Linked DNA regions of Pelodiscus sinensis: region 1 is linked to region 2. A link is a contact called in public Hi-C data. All regions are on one chromosome and are shown on one strand. The core of a region is the stretch at or near the end of the contact, and the rest is flanking DNA. Distances in the headings are between cores, read along the strand shown.

Region 1 (5,461 bases), core at 673-3,172, 180 kb before region 2:
TACAGGACCAACCGGCAGCGCCCCAGCTGCTGTACCACAGGCGTCTGGAGCAAAGCCGCGAGCACGGGGGCAGCGGGACAGCCCAGATGCGCCATGGCTGTCCTGCTGCCCTCGGGCTCCGCGGCTTTGCTCTGCTTTGCTCCCCGTCCCCCTGGTCTGCAGACCAGGGGGACGGGGAGCAAAGCAGCGGAACACGCGGGCAGCAGACAGCCCAGACGCGCATCTGGGCTGTCTGCTGCCCGCGTGTTCCGCCGCTTTGCTCCCCGTCCTTCTGGTCTGCAGACCAGGGGGACAGGGAGCAAAGCAGAGCAAAGCGGCGGAACATGCCGGCAGCGGACAGCCCAGACGCGTCTGGGCTGTCCGCTGCCTGCGTGCTCCGCCGCTTTGCTTCCTCTCCCTGGTCTGCTGGAGACCAGGGAGAGGGCCCCGTTCGTAACTGCGGATCCGACATAAGTCGGATCCGCGTAACTCGGGGACTGCCTGTATTTTCTATTTTTCCCGAAGCCTGTCTTGGGCGCCTGACGGAATTTTTTCCTGGCGTTTTGGGGGCGGGGGGAGGTTTGGTATTTTTTGTGAAACCATCTAGCAACCCTACTTTGCTCCAATATTAATCTCACTTTATATGCAATCCTAGAATCTCCTTTCTTTAAAAGTACAGACTAAGGATGCCTTAGGGGAACAGGTTTACATGATGAGGCTGCTTGCTTCTTGGACTAGCTAAGCCTGGGTGTGTCAGGCCTTACTTAGTGTGGGCTGTATGTTTTCTCCTTTGGTAGCTAAGCCCTTGCAAAGTGCAGCTGGAATCTATTCCTATCTGCTCTCCTGTAGCTGATTCTGTGGGTGCCTGCATTTCCATGGTAAAAGATCAGTGACTCTTGTCTAAAGTCATACAGCAAGGAATAGGACGCCCCTCCCCCATCCCTACCTACTTTAACTATGAAGATATTTACCTTCCCTTTTGAAGGCAGTGAGCTGTAGGGCAGATAGAAAAGCTCTGCAACTATTCTGGCCTATTTTAGGATGGCAGCGTATTCCTCCAGCGCACCCCAAACTATAAAGAAAAAATCAATTACTGTAGAAAGGAATCAATTAGCACAGGCCATGTATGGCAGAAGGCAGCTGTGCACTTGGGCCTCTGCTGAGGAGAAATTCCAATGCTGCGCAGCTGATAGAGTACTCACAGCGTTGTACTTCTCCTGGTTGTGCATATTTGCACATGCCTTGGTGCACATAATTTATTCCACATACAGATGGAAAAAAATCCACCCATAGAATCATAGAGCTGGAAGAGACCTCAGAAGGTCATCAAGTCCAGCCCCCTGCCCTAGGCAGGACCAATTCCAACTACATCAACCCGGCCAGGGCTTTGTCAAGCCTCTAGGGATGGAGACTCCACTACTTCCCTAGGTAACCATGGATGGAAAAGATTAGAGGAAATATTGGTGGAAGGGCCTTAGCTACCCTGTCTGTGGGTGATGGTGTCTGGCACTGCTCTAGCATGCGCTGTGCAGACCCAGTGAGGAAAGGACAATGCAAGAGGGGCTCACCCTTCCTCTGGGCATGTTCCCAGCTGAGGCCAGGATCTGGCCCCTCTCGTTCTGCAACGCAGCCTTTAAAACCTGAGGCTCTTAGATTGCAAATCACTGGGCTTCCCAGAGGAGAAAACCGCCGGGCATCGCTCCAGGGCCGGGCCAATTGGAGGCGGTTGCCTTAAGCCCCATTGTCGTCGGAAGGGGGCAGCCCGGCCCGCGAGGAGCCCGTGCTCGGCCAAGCTGCGGGAAAGCGCCAGGCGCGAGTGGAGCCGCGGGCTGGGGGAGCGCCCCGCCCCGTGCAGGGCCACGTGTCCCCGGGGCTCCCCTGGCCCTAGTGGGCGGCGCGCTGGCCCCACCCTGCCCGGCCCGGGGGCGGTAGCGGGCTCGGCGCCGGCCGGGGAGCCATGGCGCGCGGGGCCGGGCTGCTGCTGCTGCTGCTGCTGCTGCTGCTCTGCTGCCTCGGGCGGGGCCGGGCGCCTGGGGACGCGGGGCCGGAGGTGCGCGACCTCCCGGGGCAGCCCTGGCGGGAGCAGGGCTGCAAGCAGCCGCGGGAGGAGCCCAGCCGGGAGCCGCAGGGTGAGGAGCTGCCCCCCCCTCGCCCTGGCGCTGCAGGGCCCTTCCCGCACCGGCAGAAACCCAGCCGGGCCGGCCCCAGGGGCTGCGTGTTCCCACCGCTGTTGGGGGGGGCAAAGCCCGGGTCACCAGGGAGCTCCAGAGGGGCAGGCGCCGCGCGCCCCTGTGTGTGTCTGAGCGCGCGCTGCTCCCTAATTCATTTCCGTGGCTCAGGGCTCGTGCGTCTACTTTGCTGCCGTCTGACCCGCCAGCACAGCCTGAGGGAGGAAGCAGGCCCTGCTGAGCTGTGTGGATTCATTTGCCTGGGATCTTAAAGGGGGTTTCCAACCCGAGAGGTGGTGTCCTGTGGGGCTTAGCCCCTAGCGTAATGGGGATTTCACCATTTTGACTGAGTGTCCTTCCCAGAGGTGAAAAGTAACAGGGAAATAGCCATGTTAGTCTGATCTTGGTAAAACCAAAAAAGTCATGTAGCACTTTAAAGACTAACAAGAATCTTTATTAGGTGATGTGGGGCAGACACACTTCTTCAGATCATATTCTGAAAGCGAATAGGCATAGCCATTATGTAACAGATGGATACAATGAAAAAGTAAACAAAATATACAGTAAGGAATCAGATACATAGCATAGAAGGTGGGGGCGAGGGGGGAGAAGTGACAAGGAAGGAGGAAATTGCTTATTGTAAGTGTCATTAAGTGGCTTCTCTGGAGTTACTACAATATGAACAGGTGGAGAAGGCTGTCTTTGTAATGTGTAAGGTAATTATCTAAATTAAGGCCCATTCGCAACATGTCAAATTTTAGTTCTGAAGTCTCTCTGTAATCTGCTGTTGTAGTAAGCCGCATGTTGTTAGGTGTTTAAGGGAATGGCCAGTTTGATTAAAATGTAGGCTAATAGGTTTTTCTGTGTGGAGATGTGTGATGTCTAATTTGTGAGCATTAATTCTCTGGTGAAGTGACTGAGCAAGTTGTCCAGTATACATCACAGAGGGACATTGGTGGCACATAATGGCATATATCACATTGCTGGACGTACAGGAATATGAGCCCTTGATCGTATAACTGACATGGTTAGGTCCAGTGATGGTGTCTCCAGAGTAAATATGTGGACAAAGCTGGCAACAGTGTTTGTTGCAAGGGAAAGTTCCAGCATTAGTTTTATTGTTGTATGCCCTGTGGTGGTTGCTGTATTGGAACTTGGGAGACCCAGGTTCAGTTCCCTGTTCTGTGTAACCTTGGGCAAGTCACTTAGTCTCTGTCCAACTCACAGGTCAACCCACAACCACAGGGCATACCACAGATAAGCCATTTATTTGACGCTTACAATAAGTAATTTCCTCCTTCCTTGTCACTCCCCCCAACCCCCATTTTCTATACCTATTCACTTTCAGAATATGATCTGAAGAGAAGTGGGTCTGCCCATGAAAGCTTGTCACCTATTAAAGCATCTTGTTAGTCTTTAAAGTGCTACAAAAGACAGGACTATGTCCAGACTAACACGGCTAGACCAGACTAACACGGCTACATCTCTATTACTTTAAAGTACTACATGACTACTTTTTGTCTTCCCAGAGGTGTGTGTAGTTACCCTCAGTAACTGGGTATTTGGGCTTCACCCAATAGCTCCTACATACCATCTGAGTGACTGTCTGTCTACCCCCCCTCCCTAGCCCTTGTTGTGCTGTGGATATGGACATTGCTGTTGCTGTGAAGTTGATAGGGTCTGTAAGTAACTCAAAGCTAATAGGGCAAGGGTTATCCCCAGGATGCAGGTGGCCTATCAGCCACTTCCTTTCTCACTGTTGCCTCTTCTCTAGGTTGGAGCTTGCCCCTGGTGGGTCAGGATTATCTGGAGATCCTCTCCAGCTGGTATTGCAGCTTTGGAAACTGCTGTGAGACAGGAGACTGCAGAATAGTCAACAACGTAACAGGTAAAGGCCCTTGAAAAAGAGGATATATATATATATATATATATATATATTAATGTGCTATATTGGAACTTGGGAGACCCAGGTTCAGTTCCCTGTTCTGATACAACTCTCTGTGTAACCTTGGGCACGTCACTTAGTCTCTGTGCCGCGGTTCAACATCTGTATAATGGGGACGTCAGTATCACCTAGCCTTAAATACGTTAGAGTGTGAGGTGCTCGGATGCAGTAGTAATGAAGACTAGAGAAGTACTAAATGGAGCATGTGTGTGTCATGTTCTCCCGTCAGCTCGAGTGAAACCTCTAGTTCCCGGTTCTTAGAAGAGCCAATACAGAATCTTAGTAGCCCTGCGCAAAGTGCTTTCAGAGCAGAGACCATGCCTCTTCCTGCCTGTGAGCTCCTGCGTGCACAGAGCATGGGGAAGGGAGTAGCAGAGCTTGTCCAGAGAGGGACTACCAAGCCCCATCCCCTTCTCCCAGTCCTGACCTAGAGCTCTGTATCTAGTCCATGTGAAAATGTCTCAAGCTGTGATTGGGCTCTGAGACTTCAGTAATCAATGCAAACAGTGACTGATACTTTGTACTTCTCTGGGGGCTCCCACTTGGGGATTTTAGTGCCTTTTGGCAAATGTTAATTAACTAAATATCGCATGAAATGGGTAAATACTCTCCCTATTTTCCAGAGGGGGAAAAGAGAGTCAGTGACTTGCCTGGATCCATGGCCAAGAATCCTGATTTCCACTCGCGTGACCAAATCACTCATGTTTCTTTCCAGTCTAGCTCTGCCTTTGTAACACCACGGCAATGCAAGGCAGAATGCCTAATGCTATCCTGGGCTCAATGCGTTAAGGATATTAAATTGCGGTTATCTGACTAATCGTGTAGTTGATACAATTTGTATTGACTACACGATTAGTCAGTAAGGACCACTCTGCAGAGATGCAATGGGGTAGCTCCCAGAGCTGGCTCGAACCAGGACTGAGCAGTTCTGGCTTGTGCCAGCTCCAGGAGCCGCCCACACTGCAGCTCTGCATTTTAAATGTAGAAAGAGTCTCTGGGCTCTTATCACATTTAAAATGCAGAAGTGCACGTCCCAGACCAGTGCGAACTGGGTCTGCTCAGTCTTGGCTTGTGCCGACTACAGCAGCCCCTGTTTGGGAACAGTGGCTGCTCCAGCAACAGCCCCTCTTTGCGGCGGCCAGACCTGCAAGTGGCCAACCCAGGCTGCTGTGCACAGGGATTAATTGACGGCAGCTTCCTGCTGGGACCCCCACAGACAGAGGTTGCCTTCTTGAGCTCCTCCCCCTGTCCCCCCACTGAGTCTGATAGAGGCAGCAGGGGGGTGAGGCAGGTGGCACCATGGAGACCGGCTTTTAAGCTGGCTACCCTCAGCACTGTCTCCTGTGTCGTCCTGCCTCCCCCGCTGCCT
Region 2 (5,752 bases), core at 120-2,619:
CCCTCAGCAGTCTCTCTGGCCACAGGAGCTGGACCCCCCACAGACAGCCAGGGGCTGTTTCCACCTCCCACTGCTGCCTCTATCAGGGGCACGGGGGAGCTGGTATTTAAATGGGCTCCCCTCGCAGATCAGCTCCCATCTGGCACCCCACACTTCTACCTCTAATACCCTCTGCCCTGCTGCCTCTATTTCCTGGGTGTAAGGCCGGATTGCATTGACTGCCAGCACAGCCTCACAGTAATATCAAATAACTCATGCAATTAGTTGACTATTTTATTACCAGTGATCTAATCCATAGGAGGGGATGTTTGGGAACGGGAAGAACTCTTGTGCTGAATCACAAGTTCCCCTGGTGCACAGGTCTCTAGGTACAGATTCAGGGCACAAAGTAACTCCCAATTCTAAGTCTGCTTCCTCTTGTCATTGTTTAAGAACAGTCCTAGAAGCTGCATTTCCCTCAATCCTGTTCTCCTACCGTGGATCCCCTGCAATGGCCAACTATCTGCAAGTGGTCCCTTGGGGATAAGATTCGTTTAGATGCCAAGAAAAGGTGGGGGAAGTTGGCTCCTGTCTCTCTGAATCCACAAGCTAAAATTAAGTCCAGTTGATTTGCCTGGGGCTGCATTTTGGCCTCAGCCAGCTCTCACAGCCTTGTCAGATTTCCCATCCCAGCAGGAGAGGAGACCCAAACTTTCCTTAGGGTAGACCATTTCCTTAGGGTAGACCTTTGCCAGGCACCCACATGCTGTGCCTGTTGGGCAGTTCCCACATCTGCCCATCTCAGCTTGCTCTGCCCAAGTGAACTACACTGTACTACGGACTAAGGATGTTAAGTAACAGTTAATTGACTAGTCAAGTAAGGTACTTCCGCGTTCCTCCTTTGAAATGTACAAGAGCCCCGGCTCTTGTATACTTCAAAGGAGGAATGCAGAACTCTGTGTGTAGCTGGGGTGTCCTGCTGCCTCTAGCCTGCACTCAGCATTCCAGCTTTGAAATGTACAAGAGGCCCCAGTGGGGGAATCTTGTGCATTTCTAAGCAGAAGCACCCTCATAAAGCCTGGGGTCAGCAGGGGCCTCAGAGTCCCCAGGCTCCATGCTGCCCTGTCAAATTTGAAATGCCAAGCGAAGCTGGGGTCAGCGCTGACTGGGTTCCATGCAGCATTTCCCCAGAACCTGGGGTCAGCTGAGGCCTCCCCAGCTCATCCTGGGTCCCGGCCTCAGCTGTGCACTGCTGCTGCTTTGAAGTACCCCCTTCTTCCCCCCTTTACTGCATCAAGGGGGGGGAGAATCAACTAGTCCACTGCCTGTCCAATAAGCAAATGCTGAACATCGCTACTATGCAGGGCGCTGCCCGGACTTGTAGCTAAAGCAGCTTCCCCACATCCGGCGGAAGCCCAGTGCTGCTCCCCGGCTTTGGGCAGCCACGTGTGCTGCACCCTTGGGCGTCCTAGCTAGTGGCGCCAGCCGGCAGCTCGGCTCACGTGAGGCCTGGAGCGTGGCGGGAGCACGCATGGTTCCAGCCGCGCAGGCGCAGCTCAGCCTGCACGGGGGCGGGTGAAGCGCGGGGGCTTTGCTGAGGTGCCCAAGCCACTGCCTGATCCCTGCCACCCCTCCCTTCCTCGCTGCCACGGCCGCCGCGAGAAAGCTGGGCGGGAACAGTCGCGCGAAGCGGCTGCCGGGGCAGGGCTCTTCCACCTCATGAGGCGTGGCCGGGACAGCTATGGCCGAGGACCCCCCCCTGCGTTTCCATAGTAACCGGCGAAACGGGAAGAGGCGGGCCCGTGCGCGCTGGTAAAGGGAGTCCCGCCAGCTCCCGGCATCCCCTTCGGCGGGGCAGGGGGCTGTGCCCGCTAGGGGAGCGGCTCGTAGCCCCGCCCGGGGAGGGGCTGGCGGTGCCGTTGGGGGGGCGGGGCTGAGCGAGTGAAGAAGCGGGTGGGCCCGATCCCCGGGCTGGAGAAGCGGGTTGTGTCTACACTGGCAGCTTCTTGCACAAGAACGTCTTGTGCAAGGGTTCTTGTGCAAGAAGTCTTGCACAAGAAAACGTGCACACTGCCACGTGCCAGCTGTGCGTTTGCACAAGAGCATCCAGGGCAGTGCGGGCGCTCTCTCAAACAGGAAAGCTTTGATGGCCACTTTAGCCATAGGGCTTTCTAGCCCAAGAAACCCCTGCCCAGTGTCCACACTGCCCTCTTGCACAAGAGCGCTTACACTTGTTAGACAACAGCGTAGCCCTTGTGCAAGAAGCCCTCTCTTACCACGCCGTACTGTAAATCGTCTTGCGCAAGAGCGGGCGGGCAGTGTGGACGTTCTGCGGATTCTTGCACAAGAGCAACTGTTCTTGTGCAAGAACCCGCCAGTGTAGACATAGCCTTAGCTGCATCTTATAGGTAGCTCTCAAGACATAAAAGTCAGAATACAGTTGGTGAAGTGGGAGAGATCAGATCTGTTTCAGTAAATACTGAGGGGGTCGCAGTACACTTCAGATGTGTCCCACACACACGCACGGTGGTGTCATGCATTTGACCAGTGCTTCACTCTAAGCAAATTAGAAAGAAATGTAAAGGCAAAAAAAATGCATGGGAGGATGATGCACTGGTGATGATGGAGGAGCACAGGTTGTCATTAGGTCTAATCGTTTTACAAAACTAGGTTCTACAGTAGAATGGCTTGGCACTGGAAATTAAAAAGTAAATTGCAAAATAGATACAGATTTGAATCTCTGTACTCCAGCACTCTCTGGTCTGGCAACGTCTGTGGTTTGGTGTGATTTTAGTTAGCTAGATGTCCACTTGTCACGCGGGGAGCCAGGTTTCCCATGGTCCCACAAAGTTTTACAGCCACTAGCTTTGGCGCTTAGTGTCCTGTGCCGTTATTTTGCTCTAATTTACCCCTAAATGTCTTCTAAGAGCTCAGTAAGCAGTAGAAGTTCCACAAATTCTTTGGTTCAGCACAAGTCAGATCCCAAGGGTACTGAACTAGAGAGGTTAAACCTGTACTAGAGTCCAATTCAGTGTAATCGAAGCAGGTGCATGTGAAATGGTTAGTGACTGCTTCATGTTAAATATTAAAACCACACCTTTAAAAATAATTTTGGATGCATACCAAAGGGTTTTGGAACTTGATAACATCCAGAATTGGATCTTTAACTCCCTTTTTATTTGGAATTGCCTCCACACCAAAGAATCATGCCCTGTTCCTGGCTCTGACACTTCCCGTACCACACACCAAAGTTTTATTTCTATAAAAAATGATAAATCCCGGAAACTATTTTGATTTAATTTTGCTTGCAGGTTATTTCGTCACTGAGAATTTCCTTGAATAAATGAATAGTAACTGCTCACCATGTCCCTCAGTCAAATGCCAGTTACTGGGCTGCCAGCTATATCCACACCAGAGGGCAGAAAAATGAAAGGTAGCTTATCTCTGGTACCTGTCAGCAGGACAAATGCAGGTAAATCTTAGCTGGGGTCCAGATAGTGCTTTATTAACTATAAGTGGGGCACTCCTTAATAGTCGTTCACAGATGTCTCAGTCACCATGGCTTTTGCAGGAAATTGACCTTTAGCAATCCCTACTAAGAGGTTGATAAACAAGAGAGTGCAGTCTGAAAGTGGGGAGTACCTTCTTGTTTTTATATATTCACCATGTTCAGGTGGATCATGTAACTCTTACATTTACATCTGTGGTGTGAATATAATTTCAGCCCTGAGCGGACACAAAAGTTGTATCCACATCTGATCTGCCATCTTCAAAAAATGATCTCTTTGGAGCCTTCTGTGCTGCCTGTTTGCTGATGCTGAAATTCTCACAGAAAGCCTCTTGCTACATTCTGAACAAGTGGTGATAGCATTGCCTGCAGAAGAGTGACAGTAGTATTTTTACAGTGGGCTCATGCTAGAGAGCTACTTCCATGGGGCTAATTCATAATGATGGGATATGGTGACACTTACTGAAGATCTATCAAACAATATATGAGAATGGGGCCAGCTGACCATATTGTTTTGAAAGTGATTTTATTTTCCTCACCATCAAAGTGTATCAACATCTCCTGGATAGTTTTTTCTCCCTGCTGTTTTCCAGAGCTCCCTGAGCTAAGAAACAAATCGAGTATTCTGGACCGTTCAGGGCGTCTTCCCACTTCCCTACAGTGTGATTTCATCCCAGAAGAGATTCTCCTAGCATTGACCTCTGCTGCCAGTACTGCCTATAGCCCTGAATACTTAAGACCCCCCAAGAAAATCAAAAGTGCAAAGGACTTCAAGGTAAGTAATTACCTTAAGAAGAATAAGACCTGTCCAGATTGTCCCACTTAGATATACTAGCATAGTATCCAGCTGTGTTACCAAAAAGTTAAAGGATCACTTTAGTGCAGCATGTCTTTATTTCAGCAGCTAAAAGTTTAACTGAAATTAGTTTAGCATATGGTTTTATTAGAACAGTGTGACTGTTCTGTGTTTCTATTGGCTAAAAGTGACTTGTTTCAATGGTTACATAAACTTGTTAAACTTATATTGCATCTATCTTGTAATTACCATAACCTTAATTTTAACTGGATTTTAATCTATCTGAAACAGGGTTTTTTTTCATTTACTTACCATAAAGTGCCTAGCACACTTTCATGTTGTTAAACTATTTTGTCTACCTCAGTGCTGGCTTTTTCTGGAGACACAGAGATATCTGTAAACTGGTTAGGTTGTTGTTTTGGTCTTTTCCACTTCTTAGAAAATTTATTATTACTATTATGATTTATATTGCACCATAATGTGCATAAAGCTTCACAGTTGTTTACTGTGCCAGACAAAAGTATTATTCTTGTTTCAGAGAGGTAGCTGTGTTAGTCTGTTTCAGCAAAAACAGCAATGAGTCCAGTGGCACTTTAAATACTAACAAATGCATTAGGGTATTAGAGCATAAGCTTTTGTGAGCTACAACTCACTTCCTCAGATGCTGAAGAGAAAAAGACAAGAAAATGCCCCATCCATTCTGATTGAATTAGCACGGAGGTCACAGTCCCATGTCTATATCCGTTTTACCCGTCTTTTTTTATTTTTAAATTTAAATCATTGCTCTGGGCTGGGGGTAGGGACGAAGGGTTTATTATGCAGGCTGCCCTGGGGAGAGAGGACTACCCCACCCCTCTCTTGCCACAGCACGTTGGAACCAGATGAGAAGTGCCTCTCCATGACCACTGCAGCTCCAGCAGCCACAGCTGGGGTAGGGGTGCATGTCCCTTGGCTAAACAGACAAACTCTGAAATATATAGTAGATACCTGTCCCTTTCTCCACTTCTACCCCCTGCTGGCCCAGTGGGGTTATAGCTGTCCCTATATCTGGCATTGTTCCCCCCCCCCCCCCCATTCCATGGTCATTATACATAACTATCCCTGCCTTCCATCCCATATCCCCTGCTGCCCCCATGTGGTTGTGATATAGCAAAGCCCTCCCTATCAGTTTTATGAGAAGAAATCACATTCCAGCCACATCCTCTTCTCCTGGCTCAACCAAATCCTTACCTTGCTTTAACTTATGATAAGAGGAAGCTGCATGCCAAATTTAATGTTTAGGAGGAGTGCTTGAACAAACAGATGGACAGACATACAGACAAACTCAAATATATAGTAGATTCCTAGGGAATTTAGCAGTGTTTATTCCAAATGTTAAAAAATGAGTGACAATCAATGGGAAAAAAATTAAGTTACTGGTTTTCTGGATAATAAAGGATTAATAACCGGGAATGAGAGAACAGAAAAAT

The links. Hi-C and Micro-C count contacts between places; a contact is called where the count stands out from the background.
Region 1: a Hi-C map of an unstated tissue shows a contact between it and region 2, with 7 times the contacts expected there. The contact joins the promoter of TOR3A here to the promoter of AXDND1 in region 2. A contact is called at or near these places in 3 of 5 Hi-C or Micro-C datasets (liver and an unstated tissue).

The regions. Positions count from the first base shown.
Region 1 is chr9:59,899,322-59,904,782 of ASM4963464v1, reverse strand. TOR3A (torsin family 3 member A) reads left to right here and starts at 1,922. Exons shown (of 6, transcript XM_075936855.1): 1 at 1,922-2,108; 2 at 3,922-4,035. The coding sequence starts at 1,937.
Region 2 is chr9:59,720,244-59,725,995 of ASM4963464v1, reverse strand. It overlaps AXDND1 (axonemal dynein light chain domain containing 1), which reads left to right and starts at 1,369. Exons shown (of 26, transcript XM_075936848.1): 1 at 1,369-1,791; 2 at 3,291-3,451; 3 at 4,081-4,262. The coding sequence starts at 3,343.